Linked DNA regions of Triticum aestivum: region 2 is linked to region 1. Evidence: chromatin contacts called from public Hi-C data. All regions are on one chromosome and are shown on one strand. The core of a region is the stretch at or near the end of the contact, and the rest is flanking DNA. Distances in the headings are between cores, read along the strand shown. Region 1 holds the start of LOC123137825 (probable protein phosphatase 2C 26). Region 2 holds the start of LOC123137826 (acetylornithine deacetylase).

Region 1 (5,610 bases), core at 581-3,080:
GGATCCTCCTAGGTTGCTGCGCCTCCTTGTCCTGGTTCAAATTTTGATCTTCTTCACTTGTCAAAAGTTCTTATGTGCCCCCACCGTGTCGCTCCAACGGATCCTTATCCTGTGCCTCATCCGCCCGCCTCGTCACCCGGTCAAAAGCGGACGGTCTGAGTGAGATGGTTATGGAAGAAGACATTTGAAATGTGATCGGTTTGCAGACACGCCTAACGCATCCACGAACGTTTGAGAAACTGGGTAAGCTATACGCAATTGCAGACTTACCTAGAAATATCCAATGATCTAAACGCTCTTATATTTATCCAACAGAATATCGTTGAATTTGACTTGGTAAAAAGCACGTGAAGGCATACGATAAATCTTCACATGTTGACACTGGAGTAGTTTACACTGTCACAAAAGGAATACGGAAATGTTAACGCCCACACGTGTGGGCGTTTGCACATCGCCCACATACCTCCATCACCACTCATTTTGCCACGTATGAATAGATGACATCAGCAGTTTTTTTTTTGGTTTTCGGCTTAAAAATGTTGTATCTCCTAAATAAAAAAGCGAACTAAAAATTTGTTTTCACCATTAAATCCGTCTCGACGAGATCTTCAAAACTAGACCCCATGTTGATATGTTTCGACGAATTTTTTTTTTGCCAGAAGTTGCCACGATGTTTACACTGCAGTTGCCATAGGGCTTAAACTAAAGTTGCCATGTGGCAATTTTAGTTTGTAGATCATGGCAATTTTAGTATTTTGATGATGGCAACTCCAGTACTTTGACCATGAAAATTATTTTTTGTATGAACCATGGCAATTTTACGTGCATGTATCATGGCAATTTTAGTTTATGGTTCATGGCAAGTCTAGTTTCTTAATTCCCCGTTTTATAAATGTTAAAAATTTACTTTTAAATGTAGAAGAAAATAGCTGAAACATATCATGACAACTTCAGTGTAAACATCATGGCAATTCATATGCAATAGACATGACAACTTTTAATCCAAAAAAAAATTCATCAAAACATATCAACATGGGATCTAGTTTCGAAGATCTCATCGTGAGGGATTTAATGGTGAAAACGGATTTTCAATCGGATTTTTCGTTTAAGAGATAAAACATTTTAAAAACTGAAAATCCAAAAAAAATTCTGCATGCATGCATGCGATGACGTGTGCAATCTGTTTACATTAGAGTCGTGTGGTGCGTCTCCCTTCCTGCCACACGTGTGGCAGTTAGCGCGACCCAAGAAATAAAGCTACATACTCTCGGAAAACGTCGGGCGATTCACATGGGATGCTTCCTCGTTCCCGTTGTAAACTGTAATCTTCTCACCTCCCCTCCCCGTCGCCTTTGCCCTCGCGTCGCTGCACTTTCGAAACGCCCGCTCCACCGGGGAGAGCAGAGGAGCCCACCGTCCAGCAGTAGTCCGAGTTCAAAGCCGGCCCCGCCAAAGCCATCCAATTTGCGCCGCGCGGATCCACGCGCCCTGCTCTCCTCGGCGCAGCGGAGTCCCGTCCGCCGTAATTAACCCCGACCGGGGTAGGCGATTCCCAGGGCGCAGCGTTGACCCCCGTCCCGCTCTCCCACCCCACCCACCACCCCACTCCACGTACGTCACGGGTCTCGCTCCCTCCGCCCTGCCGCCGCGCCGCTCGTCCTGCCCTGCTCCACGGCGTGCGTGCCAGGTGCGGACAAATCCCTCCCACTCCGCCATACCGGCACCACCTGACAGGTCCGGTGAGGTTTTTTCCGGCCCGGCCCCCGGTGGAGCACCGGAGCGGGCGAACGGGTCCTCCCTCGCTCGTGCCGCACGGTCAGTCGCTGCCAAATTCGGATGTCAAATTTGCGTTTTTCGCACTTACGCCAGCGCTAAGTCTCCTCCTCCCCCCTCTACTCTACTCCCCTCCTTTGTTAGTGTGCACATCACTGACAGGAGTGAACATAGAAAACTCCCTCCCTCTCTCTCTTCTCAACGCTCTGCCCCAATCCCCCACCCCCCCTCCCTCCGGCCCGGCCGCCCCCAATCTCGCCTCCCTCGCCCCCAATCTCTCCCCGCTCCGGCCGGATCCTGCGCCTCCTCCGCGCCCTCTCTGGATCCCGCCTCGGCGAGATCCCGCCACCGCCCCGGCGAGATCCCGCGGTCACAGCTCCACGTCCGTCGCCGCCCTCCGTATCGCCCGGTGCGATGTGCTGGTAAATAAGGTCTACTCTGCTCCCTCCCCGTCCTTGCTTCGCCTTCCCTCTGACCGGGCCGCGGCCAGCGTCGGATGCCATGGGCAGCGGCGCGTCACGGCTGCTCACCGCGTGCGCGTGCTCGCGGCCGGCGCCGGCGTCCGTCGACGCGGAGCCCTGCCTGGACGACGCGCTCGGCCACTCCTTCTGCTACGCGTCCGCCGCCGCCTACTCCTCCTCCTTCCGCCACGGCATCTCCGGCGCCGCGCTCTCCGCTAACTCCTCCGTGCCCGTGCCGCTCTACCTCTCCTCCTCCGCCGCCGGCGCGGGCTCCGTGCCGCAAAACTACTCCTCTGCGTTCCACACATCCTCGTCCTTCTCCTCCGCGCCGCTGCAGCTCTCCAACCTCTCCTCGGGGCCCCTGTTCCTCTCCGGGCCCATCGACCGCGGCGCCCAGCTCTCCGGTCCGCTCGACGCCGCCGTGCCCTTCTCCGGCCCGCTCCCCACCAAGCCCACCAAGCGCACCTCCTCCTCGTCCAGAGGGCTCTCCAGCAGGTTCCGGAAGCCATTATTCGGCAGCCTGCGGCGGAGCGTGTCAGAAAAGCACCAGCCGGCGCTCATGGTGCCACTCCGCCGAGACGACGGCGTGCAATGGGCGCACGGGCGCGCAGGGGAGGACCGCGTCCACGTGGTTGTCTCCGAGGACCAGCGTTGGCTGTTCGTCGGCATTTACGATGGCTTCAACGGCCCTGAGGCCCCCGACTTCCTTGTTGCCAACCTCTACCGCTTCCTCCTACGCGAGCTTCGTGGGATATTCTACGAAGAGGCAGACAGGGATAGCAAGCGGCTGTGGCAGTTCCTCGCCGATGGGGATGACGATGACAATGAACTTGACTTTTCAGGTTCCGGCCGGTTTGCAATGTCGCTTGCCAGGCTCAAGGAGCGGCGGTTCAACATGTGGGCACATGCAGCGGCTGTGGGTGATGATGAAATCAGCAGGGAGTGGGGTCCCAAGAAGTTGGAGGCAGCTCCAGCAGTGAGGGATCATGGAGCTGTGCTTGGTGCGCTCACTCGGGCGCTGGCCTCGACGGAGGCAGCATACCTCGACATGACAGACCAATCGATGGGATCCCACCCGGAGTTGGCGGTGACCGGGGCATGCCTGCTTGTGGCATTGGTGAGGGATGACGACGTGTATGTAATGAATCTTGGGGACAGCCGCGCCATTGTGGCGCAACGAGCAGATGATGACCATGGTTGCGGGCTTGGAGCCATGAGGATGGATGACATCGGCGTGGGATTGGAGATCGAGTCAAGGCCTGTCGGATATCCCATGATTGGGCTCGAGGCATTGCAGTTGTCTATCGATCATAGCACCAGCATCGAAGAGGTAACTTTGTGCTGACACTGGTGATACCATATATTTTCTGCATAAGCAACTGCTGACACAACTTAGAATGAGCTTGTAGCTTATAGCCTTATATACATTTATGTTCTATTGACCTGCTGTTCCACTGTTTATTATGTGTATGCCAGAGCTTCTGTCATTGTCTGTGAGTAATCTGCTTGCGTCTCTAAATGCAAAATGTGCGTGCCTCTGTCAGCAGTAAGGCACTCTAAATGATCAAACCATCACATTATTGTTCTTCTCCGGGTTTCCATTCATATTTCATAGAACTAACCATGGAAATCATTTTATTGCAAATACCTGAAAGCTTTAAAGTTGAAACACCAAAGCAAAAAAAGAGGTTCATGTCTTTATGAAAAGATCATGTAGAACACTTGTTATCCTTGATGCCTTATTTTTAGTTGGTCAGAGTCACACCCATTTGTTTCATCATTTGGTCATTTGCTGTTAGGTTCCATTTCCATTGCCCTTATTTCTCTTCTAAATTTGTCAATGAAAGCAGTTGGTCATTTTAGCCCTTGCACTATTTATGCCTATGAATTCATAGTATTTGTTTTGATATGCAGGAAGTCCAGAGGATCAAACGTGAGCATCCAGATGATGATCAGTGTATCGTAAATGACAGAGTAAAGGGCCGTTTAAAAGTTACCCGAGCATTTGGCGCTGGGTATCTCAAGCAGGTAATTGTGGTACGGCTTGGTTGGGTGTTTACTAAGATCTTTAACCCTACTCTCATAGTTCATTTTTTTTGCCTGATAGCAGTTTATTTTGTTGGCTAAAAAACTTATTTTTGAGTATCTCAAGCAGGTAATTGTGGTATGGCTTGGTTGGGTGTTTACTAAGATCTTTAACCCTACTCTCATAGTTCATTTTTTTTGCCTGTTAGCAGTTTATTTTGTTGGCTAAAAAACTTATTTTTGAATGAGTATGAATTTCTTATGAGTAGTTTGTTCTTTTAATTTTGAATTATTTAGAAACTACTTTTAGAAGTTCCGATTGGTCTAATGTAATAGAAAACCTAGATAAAGCTTACCTAGAATTTGTGTATGTTGTACAGGCGAAGTTGAACAATGGATTGCTGGAGATGTTCCGCAATGAGTACATAGGTGATGCACCATACATATCATGCATACCTTCTCTTTGCCATCACAAGCTCACTTCAAGGGACCAGTTTTTGGTACTTTCTTCCGATGGCTTATATCAGTACCTGAGCAACGAAGAGGTAGTTCTGCATGTTGAGAATTTCATGGAGAGATTTCCTGAAGGCGATCCAGCACAAAGTCTAATTGAGGAACTTCTTTCCCGTGCAGCAAAGAAAGCTGGTAAGCTTTGCCTGTCATGCCTGTTCTTCCATACCATGTTTCTCATATTTCAATTCTTGATTTGTTTTTATGTGACCATTTCTTGTTGTAATCAGCGTTACACGTGTACAGAAATGACATGGTCACGTGCAAATTCATGCACACAAATGACATGGCCATGTCCCTGATATATTATTCCAAATAATAGAATGCTTTTAAGTTATCTTTACCAGATAGCACATGGCAGTCAAAATTCCTAGCTAGGCTACACAAATTTAGATTGTCTCTGTGAAGGGTCTCACATGATTTGATCATTTTCTTCCAACCGTATGCTATTTCACATTGATACATTTATTAACATTTGGTCATTGGCTTATTGCTATGTGTTGATGCATTACGTTATACACCTAAGCTGGTTTGAGTTAGTATCTTGAATGTCAAATGTGTTTTGATCTGTTTTTGCCCCCTTTTCTTCTTTGGCTTTCCAGGTATGGATTTCTACGAGCTACTAGATATACCTCAAGGGGACCGGAGGAAATACCACGACGACGTCACCGTCATGGTTGTTTCCCTGGAAGGTAGAATATGGAAATCGTCTGGAACTTATGTGTGATGTTCAGCTGGAACAATGTCGGCATCAACATTTATGGTGCGGCCCCTGCGGCTGGTCAGCGCCTCCGAGCGAGTTCGTACATGCTCATCAAGACAGAAACATCCCCACACTTGA
Region 2 (5,720 bases), core at 424-2,923, 150 kb after region 1:
TATGATAACCCTACTTGGAGAGAGAGAGGGAGGGAGGGGGGAGGATAACACAACTCTATTCCAAATATGAGACTGTCCCACCATCCTTGCCAGCGAGGCCACATGTCCCCCTCTTCTCATGTTCTTCTTCGTGGCAGTGGTCTATTTCTTGGGTCATTGTTGCATGTGTCTTCTCATTTGGATGTTGCGTCAACAACTTTTTCCTAACTTTGATGGTGTTTTGGAGGTCCGGAGGTGACATCGAGCTTGGCTCACAACGCCCCGCCAACGAGAGTGTAGGAAGAAGACATGTTGATTTTTCCAACGATCTTGTGAGTATTTTTTTATTCTTTAAAGATGATCCTACAAGCGTTGGTTAACTTCTAATATATGTCATTTCTCCTTTTATAAAAGAGATAAGTGCATTTTTCGTCCCCCCAACTTATCGCCAAGTGTAGCTTTCGTCCCTAAACTTTTTTTGGGTACAACTGTTGTCCCTCAATTCTTAATACCAGGTATAGTTAGTCCCTTGCAGCGGTATTCAACGGTCTAACACGGTTTTGACCTTATGTGATATGGTTTTGGCCACATCGTCACTGTAAGGTGGCATAGAGTCGCATGTCATTGAGAGAACTCTCTCTCTCTCTCTCTCATGTGTCACCGAACTGTTGACGCTGCTCCGCTTTAAATATCCATTGTGTGATGCAGAGAGAAAGGCTGCGATGCTACTCTAGGAGGCCGGTGATGGGAGAAGCTCCTCCCGCTTTAGATGGTCAACATGATAGTTGGGGTAGGATAGGACAATAGGTGGCAGATCTGATATAAAGACACGGGGGAGAGAAAGGAGCACAATTCGTCGTGGTCCAATCCCAAACCCTTGGGGCATTCCCCTTACAATGATGATGTGATCAAAACCGTGCCATAAAAAGTCAAAACCGGATTTGAGCAAGGAATACTCATGTTAGGGACTAATTCTTCATGATATTAGGAGTCGAGGGAGAAAAGTTGCACCAAGATGTGGTCAAAACAATGACACATAAGTCAAAACAGGTTCGACCGAGGAATACCACTATAAGGGACTAAACATACCCAGCAGAGTTTTTTTTACACAGTACAGACGCAAGCGGTTATGCATACACGCATGCACTCACCCGTATGAACACATACACACACCCCCTACCCCTATGAGCATCTCCGAGAGACCGACGACATATCATCTTGAGATTTACGAAGTCACCATAGAAGCCTCGTCGTCGACGGGAACGTCTCCTCCCACTGAAAACGCATCGTCGGAATCCTGAAATTAATTCAGGAATAATGCGAGCACCAGAACTATGATGGGCTGGGGATACCACAGTCTCTCTAACCATCCAACCACAAATTGGTTCACACATACCTAATAGAGTTGAGGGACGAAGGTTACGCCAAAGAAAAATTGAGGATGAAAGCCACACTTTACTATTAGCTAAGGGATGCTCCTAAAAAAGGATTAGTTGAGGGACGAAAATGCACTGTACTCTTTATAAAATGATAAGGTGTTTTCTACATGAAAATGAGGAGTGTTGAATGAAAAGAGAAGAGAAGAATTTTTTTTAAAAAAAAGAGGGGGAAAAAAGAGAAGAGAAACTGAAGAACCGCCCCGCAAAAAAGAAAGAAAGAAAGAAACTGAAGAACCGCAGCGGCTACGGCACGCATCTCCGTGCCGTCGTCGACACGGACACATCATATGCGCACATCGTACGTACATCCAGAGTTGCTCAAACACAGAGAGTTCCTCGACCTCGACTGGACTGCCTTCGCTGTTGACCCAATCCGCCGCCGCGTCTAAGATGGCATCTCCGGCGCCGCCGCTCAAGGACGCCGTCGGAGTCCTGGACCGCGACCCCTTCGTCGCCCTCCTCTCCAAGCTCATCGGCGAGTCCCAGCGCCTGCAGAACGACCCGCCGGCCCTCGTCCCGCAGGAGGACCTCGTGGCGCAGCACGTCGTCGACGCGCTTCGCCCGGTGTCGACGGACACCGGTGGCGGCCCGCTCGTCGTGCGGAAGGTGAGCTACACAGACGGCCGGAGCAACGTCATCGTCGAGTACCCCGGCACCGTCCCCGGCCGCGTCGTCTCCTTCGTCGGCATGCACATGGACGTCGTTCCGGCCAACCCTAGCGAATGGGTGAGTTCCTAGCAGATTTCGTTTTGATGCGTGAGTGCTGATTTCGGTGCTTAGGGTTCCTGGACGAAGGATTCGAGGGTTTGCTTGATTTGGGGGTCTTTCTAGCTTGTCGCCCAAGCTGCACCCATCCCTGATCTGTTAGTGGCTTCTGGATTGTTCTACCTTGGAAGTTGGAATAGATGCATGTTTCGGTGCAGTGCTGGCTTGTGGAGTGTTGTGATTCAAGTTAGTACTTCAGTGGCTTAATTGCTGTATCTACTGTTAAAGTTTACCTTTCATCACTGGTGCTGTTTGATTTCGCTCATTTTATTTCTGTCGCATCATAAATTGACTATTAGTGATTACTAACAAGTTGTACCTCAAAATTTACTCTTGGTGAGCTCCTCAAATTTCTGTTACTCTTGTTGGTTACAATCATTAATCAGTGGACTGGGATCTTCTACTCCTGCAGGACTTTGATCCCTTCTCACTAACCTTCGAAGGTAATGACAAGGAAAAGCTTAGGGGCCGTGGGACGACCGACTGCCTTGGTCATGTGGCGCTTGTGACTCAGCTCATGCGGCGGCTTGGTGAGGTGAAACCACCATTGAAGCATTCTGTCATTGCGGTGTTCATTGCCAATGAAGAGAATTCATCGGTCACTGGCATTGGTGTTGATGGACTTGTCAAGGATGGTTTGCTGGATAAGCTCAAGACTGGACCCTTGTGAGTATTGAACTCTCTGTTGCCTCGATGGAATGGCCAAGTAATGCGTCGTATTTGAGGAATTTTTGCTGATTTAGTTGGTTATATGTGTGGCATTGTGAAGGTTTTGGATAGATACTGCGGATAAGCAGCCATGCATTGGTACCGGTGGGATGATCCCTTGGCATCTGAAGGCAACAGGGAAGCTGTTTCACAGTGGCCTCGCACATAAGGTACTCATTTGGACTCATTAGAACAATGTTCAGTTACCACTCCCTCCTTTTTACTCTATGTAGCTGTATGGACACAAAATCTTAAGAGGGTTGATGAAAAATGACCAAATAATAAATGGCATTATACAACCATATAACCTTCTTAACCTATTTAAAGTAATAGGGTGAAAATATTGCATTACCTCTTGATTCCTTCAGTGGAGATATTTTTAGACACTCTTTTTACACCGGGGATAATTATAGTGAAGCAGAGGGAGTAGCAAATATTCTATAGATGTGATCTGTTAAATCATATATCGTTGCTAGAATAAGTTAGTTGCGATTGGTACCAACATACCAACGTAGCTATGAATAATGGGACCAAAACAAAGTAACGCACAAGTATAAAGCAAGTGATCGTTGATACATGACTGGTAGATCTTATTGAGTAATCAACTCTGCTGTTATACGATTGTTTTCTGCACATGTTTATTTGACATGTCTTTTGTAATGTTATGGAAAGAGCTATTCAAGTAGTTCACACGACAAAGGAATCCAAATATAGTATTTTCACCATTTCTTGCTGTCGGAGACAAAGTACAATAGTGCTTTTGAATTCTGAAGACCCTGTATCTGTTTTTTGTTATTGCCAAAGGCCATAAATTCGATGGAGTTAAATATGGATGCACTTAAAGAAATTCAAACTCGGTTTTACAATGACTTCCCTGCACATGAAAAAGAGAAGCTCTACAAATTTGCTACTCCATCTACAATGAAGCCAACCAAGTGGAGTTGTAAGTTCCCTTGTACCTTTATTTTAAATATGTTTTAGAGACAGTGTATTTATAATATGTGGAAAAGAAAAATCATTGGATGTGCTCCAAACATGTGATGCTTTGCAGATCCTGGTGGGGGTCTGAACCAAATTCCTGGAGAGTGTACAATTTCAGGGGATATAAGGTTCAATTCTTGCCCTTAGGTTTTTGGATTCTCTTTAATTGCACTTGAGATGAAATGATTCAACTAAGTTTTAGTTTGATATGTACTTCTTTATGGTCTATTTTGATATGTACTTACTAGTGCTGGAGGCACAACTGAAATTGAATGTTATTTGTAACACGTACTGAAATTGAATGTGGAATGCTTTATAGTCAGTAGAGTGTTTACATAGGAGTAAAGAAAGAAAGAAAACGTGACGGACTTGCACTGGTCGCATATCTCTATGTATGTGAGACTCCAGTAAAAAAATATAATCCATGTTCACCTTTTTATTTTATTTTTGCTACTGTAGTAAGGCTGTCTAGTTGTTTATATTATTGATACCCCATTGGTTTTTGAGTGTTTCCTGACTATATGGTTCTTTCGATGTTGCAGGTTGACTCCTTTCTATAGGTAAGTCCATCTCTTATGTGTACAATATGTATTATTCCTTCTCCCTTATGGGCTTCTACGGCTATTAAATGATGTGTTAAATTCATAGTTGCTACTGCTATTATCATGCAGCACGAGTTTTGTAGTCCAGAAGTTAAAAGAGTATGTAGATGATATAAATGCTGGACTTGAAACAAAGCTTCCTACTCGTGGTCCAGTTTCGAAATATGTTCTTCCCGATGAAAATCTGCGAGGAAGGTGAATTAATCTTTTTTACTGACTTTTACCAGTAATCTTCATGATGGAGGGCATAGTTTTCATTGTTTACTGTTTGAATGTGCTAGGCTTGAAATCGCTTTTGATGGAGATGTGATGAATGGGGTGGCCTGTAATCTTGAGTCTCGGGGCTTTCAAGCATTATGCAAAGCAACTGAAGAAATAGTCGGATACGTAGAGCCGTATTCCATCACCGGGAGTTTGCCTCTGATTCGTGAATTACAGGTTTAAGCGAGAACTAACATACACACTCGTCTTTTTGATGCAATATCTGTGTGCTAAAGCAAATTCATGATGACACTTTTACAGGATGAAGGATTTGATGTTCAAACTGCTGGATATGGTAAGCACTTGAGCACAGAACAGAGGTTCCTGGACTTCTGTTGGTCATGTTATTATGTTATATATCAGTCAGATATCATGTTCCTAGATTTGCATTGGGTGCCCTAATTTATCGTTCGGTTAACTCAGCTTACGTTAGATAGCTGAACTCTTTTAGTGTAAGTGCTCATACAATGCTACCGATGCGCTGCAGGCTTACTGAAGACGTACCACGCGAAGAACGAGTATTGTCTGTTTTCAGATATGGCCCAAGGCTTTCAAGTGTTTGTAAGCATCATTTCGCAGCTGGAAGCAGATGCTTAAGCTTTCTTTAAGGGATGAAAGACTACCTTATTTGACACCTGTTCCTGCTACCTGGGGATATAATAATAGTGTTTTGAGCTTGGTCTCAATATCTCTCGTACCATGATATTCAAGCTCAATTTACCGCATAGAACGAACTTGTTGAGACCGCGTTGCAGCGACTTCGTTTGCATTGGAACGTTTTGAGTGTACGAGCTTGGTGTTTTTGGTGAACCATACATCGACAAAAATACAGAAGGCAAAGATCATCTAGCCATGCTGTTACTACTGCACTTGCTCGAGTGGCCCATCGTGGATGTCTGGATGAAAGTCACCTCGGACCGGACTGCTCCGCGCTGTCAGAGTTTGGAGCTAACAGTTCTCGATGCAGAATTTGGGTAGCCGTTCT

What was found. Hi-C and Micro-C count contacts between places; a contact is called where the count stands out from the background.
Region 2: a Hi-C map of leaf shows a contact between it and region 1, with 7 times the contacts expected there. The contact joins the promoter of LOC123137826 here to the promoter of LOC123137825 in region 1. A contact is called at or near these places in 3 of 5 Hi-C or Micro-C datasets (all in leaf).

Annotation. Positions count from the first base shown.
Region 1 is chr6B:531,216,105-531,221,714 of IWGSC CS RefSeq v2.1, forward strand. It overlaps LOC123137825 (probable protein phosphatase 2C 26), which reads left to right and starts at 1,831. Exons shown (of 4, transcript XM_044557668.1): 1 at 1,831-3,564; 2 at 4,149-4,262; 3 at 4,640-4,904; 4 at 5,372-5,610. The coding sequence starts at 2,275. The coding sequence ends at 5,496.
Region 2 is chr6B:531,368,282-531,374,001 of IWGSC CS RefSeq v2.1, forward strand. It overlaps LOC123137826 (acetylornithine deacetylase), which reads left to right and starts at 1,674. Exons shown (of 10, transcript XM_044557669.1): 1 at 1,674-2,144; 2 at 2,596-2,849; 3 at 2,953-3,061; 4 at 3,696-3,834; 5 at 3,943-4,000; 6 at 4,415-4,432; 7 at 4,544-4,669; 8 at 4,756-4,912; 9 at 4,997-5,030; 10 at 5,223-5,460. The coding sequence starts at 1,809. The coding sequence ends at 5,332.